2 separate regions of the Mus musculus genome follow, and region 2 is linked to region 1. Evidence: chromatin contacts called from public Hi-C data. All regions are on one chromosome and are shown on one strand. The core of a region is the stretch at or near the end of the contact, and the rest is flanking DNA. Distances in the headings are between cores, read along the strand shown. Region 1 overlaps Negr1 (neuronal growth regulator 1). Region 2 has its middle 52 kb from the start of Gm23379.

Evidence for each region. A called contact is a pair of places that touch in the nucleus more often than the background predicts.
Region 2: a Hi-C map of cortical neurons shows a contact between it and region 1, with 2.1 times the contacts expected there. The contact joins two enhancer-like sites. A contact is called at or near these places in 4 of 484 Hi-C or Micro-C datasets (cerebellar granule neurons, cerebral cortex, cortical neurons and 1 more).

The regions. Positions count from the first base shown.
Region 1 is chr3:157,110,182-157,116,840 of GRCm38.p6, reverse strand. The region is part of intron 4 of Negr1 (neuronal growth regulator 1); the gene reads right to left. Among named protein-coding and RNA genes, the nearest start is that of Gm24373, 97 kb to the left of the region's middle. Within about 2 kb of position 1,645, at least 49 of the 459 cell types and tissues checked have an H3K27ac peak or open chromatin away from gene starts, as enhancers often do. A contact at or near this core is called in cortical neurons, where this site is marked.
Region 2 is chr3:157,446,843-157,453,059 of GRCm38.p6, reverse strand. No RefSeq gene overlaps it. Among named protein-coding and RNA genes, the nearest start is that of Gm23379, 52 kb to the right of the region's middle. Within about 2 kb of position 3,794, at least 3 of the 459 cell types and tissues checked have an H3K27ac peak or open chromatin away from gene starts, as enhancers often do. A contact at or near this core is called in cortical neurons, where this site is marked.

The DNA of each region.
Region 1 (6,659 bases), core at 396-2,895:
AGACAATATCTAACCACTGTGGCATAGGGTTTTTGAAGGGTGAAAACAGACATTGTTATTTTTTGTATTCATGTTACCTGAAATATGCTGTGTATTCTCAGTCCAGTCCATGTTACCTAGAGGAAGCCTGGGTATGCCACGAGATCTCAGTCCAGGCCTGTGAGGTATGTGGCAGGGGAGTACCCATTTTTGGATAATTAATCAAAGTATCCACCAAGCAATGCTCACCCAGAGTCTCCCCAGAAAGTCACTGCTTTGACATCTGTAAATTCACCAACTGAGAAGTGACCTCTCAGGACACTGCTCATTATGTTATGTAATAAACGGGAGTACACAAGTCACCATTAGCACAGGACACATTGTTTAGGTAGTGAAGACAGCAGCTGCCACGGCTTGACAGAGTACTTGTTAGTGGATCAGCTTGACTGACAGCCTATTTGATTGAAAAACCACTGCTTGCTGACAGTGTGTTACAACTAATGTACATATACATACATCTCTGTGAGCTATGCTAATAAGGAGGAAGTTCCACCCAGTAGGATGCTGAGTGCATAGCCATACACACATGTACACACATTCGCATATCAACACACACACAGGCACATACACATCTGTACACCTTCACACACATATGGACATACATACACACATGCACACACATATACCTGCACAACATACATTTGCACACATATATACACATACACACTTATACACATGTATACACATATACACATGCACATATACACATAAACATACACATGCACAGATGCATTCATGTGCACAGATATACACATACATACATAAATATGTGCTCACATATGTGCACACATTTACACACAAAAATAAGTGCATGCAACAATATATACATGTGTATACACATACCAAACTCCCATACATTTATACACATGTACATTACTGCACACACACACACACACACACACACACACACACACGTACATTGAGACTGCAGTGGATGGTACTGGCAGCTTTCTCTATAGGCTGTAAATTGGTCCTTCTGCCATAGGGCATTTATTTGTAACCAAATAAGGCTGAGATGAACACAAACCCTCAGGAGAAGAAAGGAAGAAGGCTCTTGACACCTCTTAAATGTGCAGACCTTCCCAAATGAGTCTAGGGGATGGAGGAAATGCCGATCTCAGGTTTAGCTCTGGTGTAGAGGGGCATGGTCGTGGTGTGTGTGGTGTGTGGCTGGCTGACATCAGAAAGCAACTCGTCCTTTGGAATGCAGGCAGGTAGCACACAGCTGACAGGGCCCTTCAGTGCTGAGAAGCGTCTACAGTAGTAGCACAGGGCCTCTCTTGAGCAGAGCCCTGGGATAAGAATAGTTCAGATGTTCTTGGGTTACTTGAGAAGTGACAGGATGACATGCAGCAGGAACAAACTAGCAGACTTGCTCATTTGGGCTTCTCTGCAAGGTTCACTAATTTGCACTCCCTGAGCACTTACTTGGAGTGATCCATATGCTCTGGGCTGTAGGAAATAAGGCTAGTGAGTGTGGTGCCTAGTCCAGGCTCCCATTTGTCATCATCATATAATTGGCAGTGTTTCTGGCCTCTATTCAAATGAGAGGCAGGAGCAGAATAACCAGCCTGCCCGCACATCCAAGAGCAGCTCCACTAAGACTGGCTGGGGCAGTGGAGGGCTGGGCTCTCAGCTCTGACAAAGCCAGCCCTTCATAACAGGCATTGCTACTAATGACTGCAGCTTGGGATGCAGAGCAAGTGCCCAACCGACTGCAACTGTCTCAACATGGGATGAAGAGAAATGATAACGCATAACAAAAATTTTTAGTGGGAGAAAAAGATGCTGGAACTCCACTCAGATCCCTGATCACCTCCTTTTCCTTTTGATGGGAAACAAAATCCCCTCAGCTTTTGCTGCAATGATGTAAGGCTGTGAACACATGTGTGGGCCGCAGTTGATAAAATATATTAATGCCATGGACCCAGGCAAGAAATCCGTGTGTGTGAGTTAGACTAAACAGCCTTTTACTGAGGTGACATTGGTCATGCAGTGATTCAGAGAAATAGCTTAGGATAGGAAAAAAAAAAAAAAAAGGAATGTTCACAAACTAGTAGTAGACTTTGAGAATACAGTTAAAATTCAGACTGCAAAAGTATAATTGGACAAATATTTCACCAGCTTTTTAACTCCACCTGGCTGTTGTCTGAGAGACATACATCATGTCAGCTTATTATGTTGCTGCAATGTGTTTTCAAAAACTCTTCTAGGAAGCAGCGTTGGCACAGGGGAGAATCAGAAGAAAGAGAGGCAAGACACCATTGTTTTTAAGATAGCTGCTTCTGCGAACAAATGTCCATGCACACTGGTGGTTGCTGTAGTTTGTAAATTCCAGGCTTCTTGGAATTGAAGCTCACAAATGTCGTAATTTCCCTAAATCCAAAAAGACTTTATAAGCCATCCAGCGCCATTTGAGGGCCAGCAGAAAATCTCCAGGACTGATACTTGGCATGTTTTGGAATAGAAAGTTAGTAGAAATTATTTCTTAGCTTTCCTCATGAATTTTTGTAGAAAACAAAATCAAATCTAAATGCATAAACAACTGGTGACAGTTCCTATTACATATGGAAACATGATCGTAAGCTTCCTGATGAAAACCATTAAAAAGCCACAGGAAACAGAACAACAAACAGTGGGGTGTTCTTCTCTTCTAGCACTGATGCCATTCCAGGCACCCAGAGTGAGTGCTACTTGATATTGGGAGCAAAAGCTGACAGCCTTCTGATAGCTCCCAATCCAGCACTGTGCTGCCTATGACCTGCAGCCTCTGCTGCTCCTTAATCACGTTTCATTGCTGTCCAGCTCATGTAGGTCAGCTTTGCATCTTGGCAGCGGGGTATCCCTGAAGTGGGAATGGCCTCCCCAGATAGCCAGGCCACCAACAGCCTCCCTTTCACGTCCCTGCTCAGATATACCTTTTCAATGATCCCGTGTTGAGGAGTCCATGGCACACTCTTCCCCAGCATCTTGTTACTCTTGATTGTTCTATACATTTTCCCCCATAATACCCATTGCTTCCTAGTATATAATTTATATTTTGCTTGGCTTTCATTGGCAGCACTCACTGTTGTTACTCTCTTTACCTTCCTCTTCCTTCTCTTCATTGGCAGCACTCACTGTTGTTACTCTCTTTACCTTCCTCTTCCTTCTCCTCCTCATCTTCATCATCTTCCTCCTCCTCCTCATCTTCTTTTGATAGTGAATGCTCCAAGAAACTAGGCCAAGACATTTCTTTTTTTATACCCTGATCATCTATCAGGTTATCAATAAGAGTCTGTTGAATGAATATAAGGTGTGGGGTCTTTAAAGAGGTACTTACAACCCAGGTCTCAGTGCTTGTGTTTCTTTGAACAATAATGAGAGGTTCCAAAGTGTTGCACCTCGAGCCTGGCATAGTTGCTATCTTTAGGACTGTCACCAGGCCTGGTAGCCTTCTGTGTGCCCACTAGCAGAGAAGTCCTTACTCAAAAGGCTTTTCTGCTGACTTCCCCAGACTGGCTTCTTTGTAGATATTGAAAATGAGTCAATCTCAACAATTCCCTGAATCCTAATTCACCCACTGGCTTTCCCACATGTGCATAGCTCTGAACTCTGTTCATTTTGCTACCTCGACAGTCAGTCCAGAAGCATTCTTAGGCACCAGCCCTCATCCTAAATTAGGAACTGACATGTAGAAATTTGGGTTTATGCAGTGGTCTGTCAAGTTTTTCCTTCTTCTTCTTTTTTTTTTTTTCAAATTGAGAAGTCTTAGATTATATTTCCATTGGGAATTATTTTTAGACAAACCATATTTTTTTTATTTTTCTTTAAATCACATAGAATTGCTCTCATCCATTACAGGAAGTGCTCCTTGTTGAGGGTTAGATAGGCTAAGTCCTCCATTTTGAGCACAAGCACAGCATGGTGCCCTAAGTACCCAGGACATCAGTAATTCCTCAGAAAGCTGAATCTTTGATGCAGAGGACAATTGAGGCTTAGGGAATTGCAGTTAGCACCACTAACTTCGCCTTTCATGGTACTATTTTCAAAACACAATATGGTCCTACACATTCCGGGATTTTATTCTGAAATATTCATCTTTCAAGAATTATTTTTATGCAGCAATAAATGAGGGAAATAAGTTTACCTTAGATCTCTCTCTCTCTGTCTCTCTCTGTCTCTCTCTGTCTCTCTCTGTCTCTCTCTCTCTCTCTCTCTCTCTCTCTCTGTGTGTGTGTGTGTTTAATATTCAAAAGACCCATTTTTGAAACCCTTGGTAAGATTTAGTGTCTTTCTGAGAAAGAGCAAAGTGTGGTAGTTTTGGATATTTGAAGAATATACTAGAAATAAGAGGCTCACATATAAATCCATGATGTCCTTAGTCCTCTGACAGATTCCACAGAGTAGGAAAAATGGATATTCAGTTTCAATCAGTGTCAATCAGCTGGCACTGTGCTGTGGAGAAGTTCAGTAATGACCGTGAACTTCCGTGCTCAATCACTGCCTGGCCGCCTTGTGCTGCACAGGTCATGAACCTTGGGCATACAATTCTGGATTGCAATATTAATAGGAAAGAAGAATTACTTCCCAGAATTTTATTATGTTCTTTTTTCCGCATCCTCACCTTATATGGTAAAAATACAAGCGATAGTTTGCTCAAGGTTGGGAAAAGTTTGCTATGGCAACATTTTTTAAAAATTTTTTTTATTAGGTATTTTCCTCATTTACATTTCCAATGCTATCCCAAAAGTCCCCCACACGCTTCCCCCACTCCCCTACCCACCCACTCCCACTTCTTGGCCCTGACGTTCCCCTGTACTGAGGCATATAAAGTTTGCATGAACAATGGGCCTCTCTTTCCAATGATGGCCAACTAGGCCATCTTCTGCTACATATGCAGCTAGAGACACGAGCTCCAGGGGGTACTGGTTAGTTCATATTGTTGTTTCACCTATAGGGTTGCAGATCCCTTTAGCTCCTTGGATACTTTCTCTAGCTCCTCCATTGGGGGCCCTGTGATCCATCCAATAGCTGACTGTGAGCATCCACTTCTGTGTTTGCTAGGTCCCGGCATAATCTCATAAGAGACAGCTCTATCAGGGTCCTTTCGATAAAATCTTGCTAGTGTATGCAATGGTGTCTGCCTTTGGCGGCTGATTATGGGATGGATCCCCGGATATGGTAGTCTCTAGATGGTCCATCTTTTTGTCTCAGCTCCAAACCTTGTCTCTGTAACTCCTTCCATGGGTGTTTTGTTCCCAATTCTAAGAAGGGGCAAAGTGTCCACACTTTAGTCTTCGTTCTTCTTGAGTTTCATGTGCTTTGTATCTTGTATCTTGGATATTCTAAGTTTCTGGGCTAATATCCACTTATCAGTGAGTACATATCATGTGAGTTCTTTTGTGATTGGGTTACCTCACTCAGGATGATGCCCTCCAGGTCAATCTATTTGCCTAGGAATTTCATAAATTCATTCTTTTTAATAGCTGAGTAGTACTCCATTGTGTAAATGTACCACATTTTCTGTATGCATTCCTCTCTTGAGGGGCATCTGGGTTTTTTCCAGTTTCTGGCTATTATAAATAAGGCTGCTATGAACATAGTGGAGCATGTGTCTTTCTTACCAGTTGGAACATCTTCTGGATATATGGCTATGGCAACATTTTTGACTATTGCTGTACTCTTAGTTATTTCAAGCATATACATACATATGTGTGGGTGTGGGTGTGTGTATGTGTGTGTGTGAGAGAGACAGAGAGAGAGACACAGAGAGAGAGACAGAGAGACAGAGATGAACACACATATAAATGAATATGCATAGTGTACGATGACAGTGAATCTTAGCAGAATTTAATTTTCTCCTGTGTCATTTTCTCTGGTCTGGATGGATGGGTGGTTTTGGGCAGGCATAACATCTCTTCCAAGAAACGAGAAGCCCTGGTAACCCCCAACAGACTCCACATGGAAATTGATCACAACACTCATCACTCAGGAAGATCCACCAGAAGTACTCAGAACTAATGGATATCCTCCAGGTAAGATGGGCCTCAGGTGAGACATCAGGATGCTGGTCACTCTGTCTCTCTTACACTAGAATGCAACAAGATAACCTAAGACAGAACACATGGTGACAGAGGGATTTGGAGAATCTTTCTTACATCTGTTATCATTGACCAGAGGTAGGGGATAACTCCAGCAAGATGGCTTATGTGGCTACAGCTGCATCCTGGAGAGGACAGGGACATTTCAACATGAATCCAGAGCTTTAGATGGTGGCCAAAGAAAGCAATTCCTAGACAAGGGAAATGATTTTGAACTTATAACATGGCCACTGATACATTAATATTTTATTAGTAATAATTATTATAAAATTTATCATGTATTATTACAACATAATTTCATTTATTAATTTAAAGGGTTCTTAATAATAATAGTTATTATTATTATAGAAACAGGCTGTGGCTAATTTAATTGAGGCACTAGTTAGTTATGGCTATGGTGTTCAATCATGAGCAGAAATAATTATTACTTTCAGAATATGTTGGTTTCAACCATGTCATGTTAGTGTAAGGAAATAGTATATAACAGAAGTCTGCACTGTGAGCCTCTGTGGACAGGCTACTTTTGACTGAGTTCAC
Region 2 (6,217 bases), core at 2,545-5,044, 330 kb before region 1:
TGGGGATGGTGGCTCCACTCTTCCTCTGCTGTGCTAGGGCAGCAATATGCTACTAGCTCTGAAAATTCACTATGGGAAGTTATTACCCACTTATCACTTTTCTCTGTATTATATTGTTGGTCAACAATATAGCCATCTATCTTTGCCTTGTACCAAGTGAATTCCTCTTGCCACCTGTCCTAGAAGCTTTAATCGTCAACTTGACACAACCTGGAGTCATTTGAGAGGAAAACCTTGATTGAGATTGAGGAGTAATGGGGTGATGGGTGAGCAACGAATCAGGAGCTGTCACGCCACATCAGGTGCTGAAACGTCACGCTGCGGGCTATATAAGCAGCGCCATTTTCCCGGTTCGGGGTGGTCTTCCCTCCTGATAAGTAAGCAATAAAAGCTTTGTCGCAGAAGATTCCGGTTGTCCTGAGTGTGTTCTTGCTGGCGGGGACAAAAGCTTGGGATAAAACACATCTTTGAGATCCTGATTTCAGGGCCAGAGAAATGGTTCAGTCAGTGAGGAAGGACTAAATACAGCAGCGTGAGTTCAGTCCCTGGAATCCACGTGGTAGAACGAGAGAAAATGACTCTCCAAAGCAGTTCTCTGACTTCCAAATGTTTCATGTGTACCCCCAACATTCAGATAAATGGAAAAGTACAGATTCTGAGAAACATGCATACAGTGACTTGTCTGGGCATGGCCTTTGTTGTTGTTGTTGTTGTTAGGGCAAATGGATGTACCTGGAGGAGGATATCATCCTAAGTGAGGTAACCCAATCACAAAAGAAGTCACTTGATATACACACACAGATAAGAAGATGTTAGCCCAGAAACTTAGAATATCTAGGATACAATTTGCAAAACACAAGAAAATCAAGAAGGAAGACCAATGTGTGGATACTTCATTCTTCCTTAGAATGGGGAACAAAATACCCATGGAAGGAGTTACAAAGACAAAGTTTGGAGCTAAGTCAAAAGGATGGACCATCCAGAGACTACCCTACCCGGGGATCCATCCCATAATCAGCTACCAAACCCAGACACTATTGCACATGCCAGCAAGATTTTGCTGAAAGGACTCTGATATAGCCGTCTCATGTGAGGCTATGACAGTGACTGGCAAATACAGAAGTGGATGCTCATAGTCATCTATTGGATGGAAAACAGGGCCCCCAATGGAGGAGCTAGGGAAAGTACCCAAGGAGCTGAAGGGGCCTGCAACCCTATAGGTGGAACAACAATATGAACTAACCAGATGGCCTAGTAGGCCGTCATTGGAAAGAGAGACCCCTTGGTCTTGCAAACTTTATATGCCCCAATACAGGGGAATGCCAGGGCCAAGAAGTGGGAGTGGGTGGGGGTAGGGTATAGGGAACTTTCGGGATAGCATTTGAAATGTAAATAAAGAAAATATCTAATAAAATATAGATTTAAAAATAAAAAAATTAAAAACCCTTGCAGATCTTTTGCTTATGTATTATGGTTTCTGATTCCATGCGGTAATTTTTAAAATTAAATTAAATTTAATTTAATTTGTGGAATTTCATACCACTTTCCTAGTGGGTGCACCATTTTTATTTACATCACCAGTATACAAATGATGTTAGCTCATGTCCTCACCAGCCCTTGTGCCTTGATGATAGCCATGCTGCCATACATGATGAGGTGTCTTGCTGTGGCTTTGGTTTTCATTCCTTCTATAACCATCAATGGTGAGCATCTGCTCCTGTAACTACAGGCCACTTATATGTTGCCTTTGAGCCCCTTGCTCATGTTTTTATTAAGCGTTTGTTATTATTTACTATTGAGTTGTAGGCATTTCACATACGGTTTGATTATCAATCACTGACCATATATGTGGTTCTCAGTGTGCTATCCATTCTGTGGATCCCTGTCACATTCATTTGTTTCGTCTGCTGTGTTGAAACCTTTGGATTTGAAGTCATCCTGCCAATGTAGCTTTGACTTTTCTATAATAGTTCAGCTGTGTTTGTTGGCCCTGTGTTTGAAGAACCGTTTCACTTGCACTTTCTTTGAGGAATTTCAGTTTCTGGTCTTGTGTCTAAAATTTTAATATATTGTTGTGTGTTCCATACATGTATTAAATTTCATTTTTTTATATGTAAAGATTCCATATTCCCCAAACAGACAGTTATGAAACAAAACAAGGAAATCCTGCTATACTCAATATGGTAGATGAATTTGGAAGACATTATGCTAAGTAAAATAAGTCTACCCCAGAAGGATGAATACATAAGATTTCCTGCATATGAAGTATCAGAACAGCCAAATCAAGAAACAAGAACTAGAAAGAGACAGCTGGGGCTGGCAATGGAAAGCACGGAGGTGCTGTCCATGGGGCTCAATGTTCAGTTGGTGAGGAGAGTACCTTGTGTGGATCTGTGGGACGTGAGGCATTCTTTCTCAGCATTGAGCCATGGGCTTAAAACCTTAGGAGTTTGGTCTCATTTCAAGTGACCTCACTCACAGCATATATGCTGAATGAAGTCATTAATAAGTTAACCTATGAATTATCCTACACTTAGAGGTACATGTGAGAGTCTGGGCCATAATCCAAACCCAAATACCACTGTTCTTGTTATCCAACTTATCCAACAACTGAACCTACCTTGACAAAGTGAAACTCTAATTTATAATATAATCCATAGATTCATAGAATCCATGAAAAGCCTACCAAAGAGATCTCACTGGGTGGAGAACACTTAATATAGAGACAACTATTTAACATTCAGAAAAGCATGGTAGAGGAGTTGCCTGTGTTATAGCATTTGCTGCAGAGTTAGATCTGTGGCCCAAAAATGTATCATCACTAGTCTGCCTGGCATTGTTTCTGAGTTCAGCCCCATTGAGAACGTTACAGTTTCTCTGCCTTTACTCTTAGGCCCCACAGTGCCAACCCTCTCTACATTAGCATAAATATAAGTAGTGGCTTTGCAGACAAATAGGAGCAATGACATATTAAGTAAAGTGAAGTTCTGTTTTGCTTTGGTCTTTCCTATTTACAGTTAACAGTTGAGTCTGATGCATCTGGCTGTGTGTCCAGCAGATGTCAGCATCAGGCTGCTTCTACTTTTTCAGTCTACTCTTTCAATCTGTGGTATCTTCAAAGGGCCATCAATATTCAACACAGAACATACTGAGATGTGAAATAGCAGGTGCAGTGAATCTGTGGTGAGGATGCATTTAATGGGTGAAGGATCCAACATTCCATCCACTAAGCAAACAACTGTATGTAAAACCCCATCTGTAGCTTTTTTATCCATGTCTATTATGAAAAATTATTTCAAAAATACCAGTAGAAGCTATTCTGTAGAAGATAGCTTTGTACAATTACGTGACAAAATGGATTAAAGCCACTGACAAAATATAAATATTTGAGTAATTTTAGGTTGCATCTGCTTACACCAGAAAGAGACACAGAAGGATTAAAATTTTTTCTTTAGGATATAATTTCAATCATGAAGTTTTTGGCAAAATGGACTTTTTAAAGTCACTCTTTTCTCCCCAGTACTGAGAATCTCAATCATTTGGAACAGATTAAAATTCTTCTGGTAATATACACCTCAACGAAGCCAAATGGATGGTCGAGCACCTCAGGTAAAATGCCATTTGTATAGTTCATACCCTACTGGATTCTATGGCAATTGACTAATGTATTTCCTTAACTAGAGAATCTAATGGGCCCAGCCACTGCAGAGTTGCTGTATGTAAATGTAAACGGATAGCAGTTGCATGGCAGCTGGGGAAATCTGTGGAAGTCGTCTCTACAGCACCCTCATGAGGGCATTGAGAACCAAAGAGGCAGAGAGGTGTGAGGCTCTGAAGTGGGCACAGGGTGCCAGTCTGCTTTCTACAGCCCCTTATATTGGAACAAAAGTGAGAGAATTCTACTGTTCATTGCAGGAGGAGTTAAAATTCTCCTTGCACACAAGCACCTTAGGTAGGAGGATAATTCGTCAAGCAAAAGCAATAACAGAACCTCGGATGACACTTGCACAACCCATGTGGTGGTGGCATTCCCCGGAGTTCAGACCAGGGCGCTGTGTGTATCTAGCTCTCTCATCTCTCATGGCTCTTATACAGTGAACTGTCTCCTTTTTCAAAACTCATCCAGGAACCATGTGGACCAAACTCAGAAGCAGAGCTTCATGCCTGGAAACATGAGTAAATAGGACCTTAAGCCAACCGACAGGTCTACATTTACATATTTTGCTGTGTTTTTGTTTTTAAATTTGTCTCAACATATACTGAGTGCTAGCAATGTCTGTGGTTTTTTTTTTTTTTTTTTTTTTTTTTTTTGTCTCAGGGAGATTGAGTGTCTGACACAAAAGAAAATCAACAATAAAAACATCAATTTGGGGGCACAAAATCAAAGGAATGGCTGGTCTATCCTACAACCACAGTGTCTCACCATGAGACCAGTAACATGCACTCTGTCACTGTGATGAGTGTGGCTTCAGCCCTGTAAGAGAACCACATCAAATAGTTCATATAGGAATCAAAACCAAACCTATAACCCCATTTACAGTCTATCCGCATGCTCGAGCCCTTAGCAAGGTGCAACGGCTCCATCCAAAGTGAGTGACTTGCAGCATCAGCAATGTGTGTACCCTGTCATATTAATATGTTAAAATGACATTCAAAGCGTGATCACCGTCACATTTTGCCAGGTGCACTTCAATGATCGTGCAGTACATTGATTTCTGGAAATGATCGCTTCATCAGTCTTTTCCTTGCTTTTATCTGAATGATGGCAAAGAAGACCCTTTTTTATGGACACCTTGTAATGTTTCCAACCGTCTTTCTTCATCTCCTTGGGGCACTGCCGGGAAACACATTAGGTCATAACTCAGTACTAGAGGAAAATTCTGATGATGAACCTTGCTTTTGCAAAGACTCGCTGACATTAATCTGCCATATGTGATCACTGTGTGGGAGATTGAAGATGGTAGTTCAGGTCTGTGTACCAGAACAGGCCCATCGAAGGACTCCCCCAAATCACAGGAGAGATGCCTACCAAGATATCCAGAAGCAGGAGTGTGGGAAGGTTCCAGGGATGACAGTTACCTGCCTTTCCAGTTCATTGTGCCAGGATCAGTGACAAAACTTATTGCATAGGTCCTGGATCTCTGTGGCCTGTATTTATCACGCTTGTGGGAAGAAGAAAATGTGTTTTAAGACCCAAGTGTATTTGCATTTGTATTAACTGGCAAGCGTTCATATTGATACCTTCGGCACATGTTCAACACTTTCAGTTCTGTATGCTGAGGAAGAAGAGTATTGTGGAAAGATGGGAGATGGTTGTGTGGCACTTACTAGAAACAAACCAACTTCTCATCTGAACGTACTCACGTGGTTTGTTTTCCAGACTTGTTTTATAGGCTTTAAAATGTTTCTTGTATTCAAGTCTCCATTCATTTATCCCTTTCTAACATGCATTTGTGTGTAGGTGTGGGGTGGTGGTGGGTGGGTGGTGGGTATATGAATGTGTATCTCTGTCTCTGTCTCTCTGTCTCTCTGTCTCTCTGTCTCTCTCTGTCTCTCTGTCTCTGTCTCTGTCTCTGTCTCTGTCTCTCTCTCTCTCTCTCTCTCTCTCTCTCTCTCTCTCTCTGTGTTTGTAGGCCAGAGACCAACCTTTGATACTGTCATCCTTCAGGAGCTGCCTACCTTTTATTTTGAGGGATAATCTCTCACTGGGACCTAGGACTCACAGATTAGGCTAGGCTGACTGCCTAGCTGGTGAGCCCACACATCATCCTGTCTCCACATTCCAGCACTGGGATTACAAGTGTACACCACAAAGCCCAACTTTCATGTGGGTTTGAGGACTGAACTCAGGTCCCCATGAAACACTGTACCAACTGAGCTATTTCCCCAGCCACCAGCACAAATTATTTCAAGAACTCTACCAATCATGTCTTATTGCTCTGTTTTTAGGGTACATTTTGCAGGGGGATGGAAACTCACAAATTGACAGGATATTGTAGACTCAGGAGTTAAAAATTGTAGAAATCAAATAATTTCTTCTTGGAGCATGAATTCCAGTTTTTGTATTAGATTTTGATCAGTTCTCACATTCTTTCTCAATGACATATATTGATTATAAGGCTGATTACAATGATTGGCTGTAATGGATGTACTCTTATGAGGAGCATGTGGGTCAGAGCTCAGCATCTCACTGCTATCCAGAGAGCCATGTCGGTAA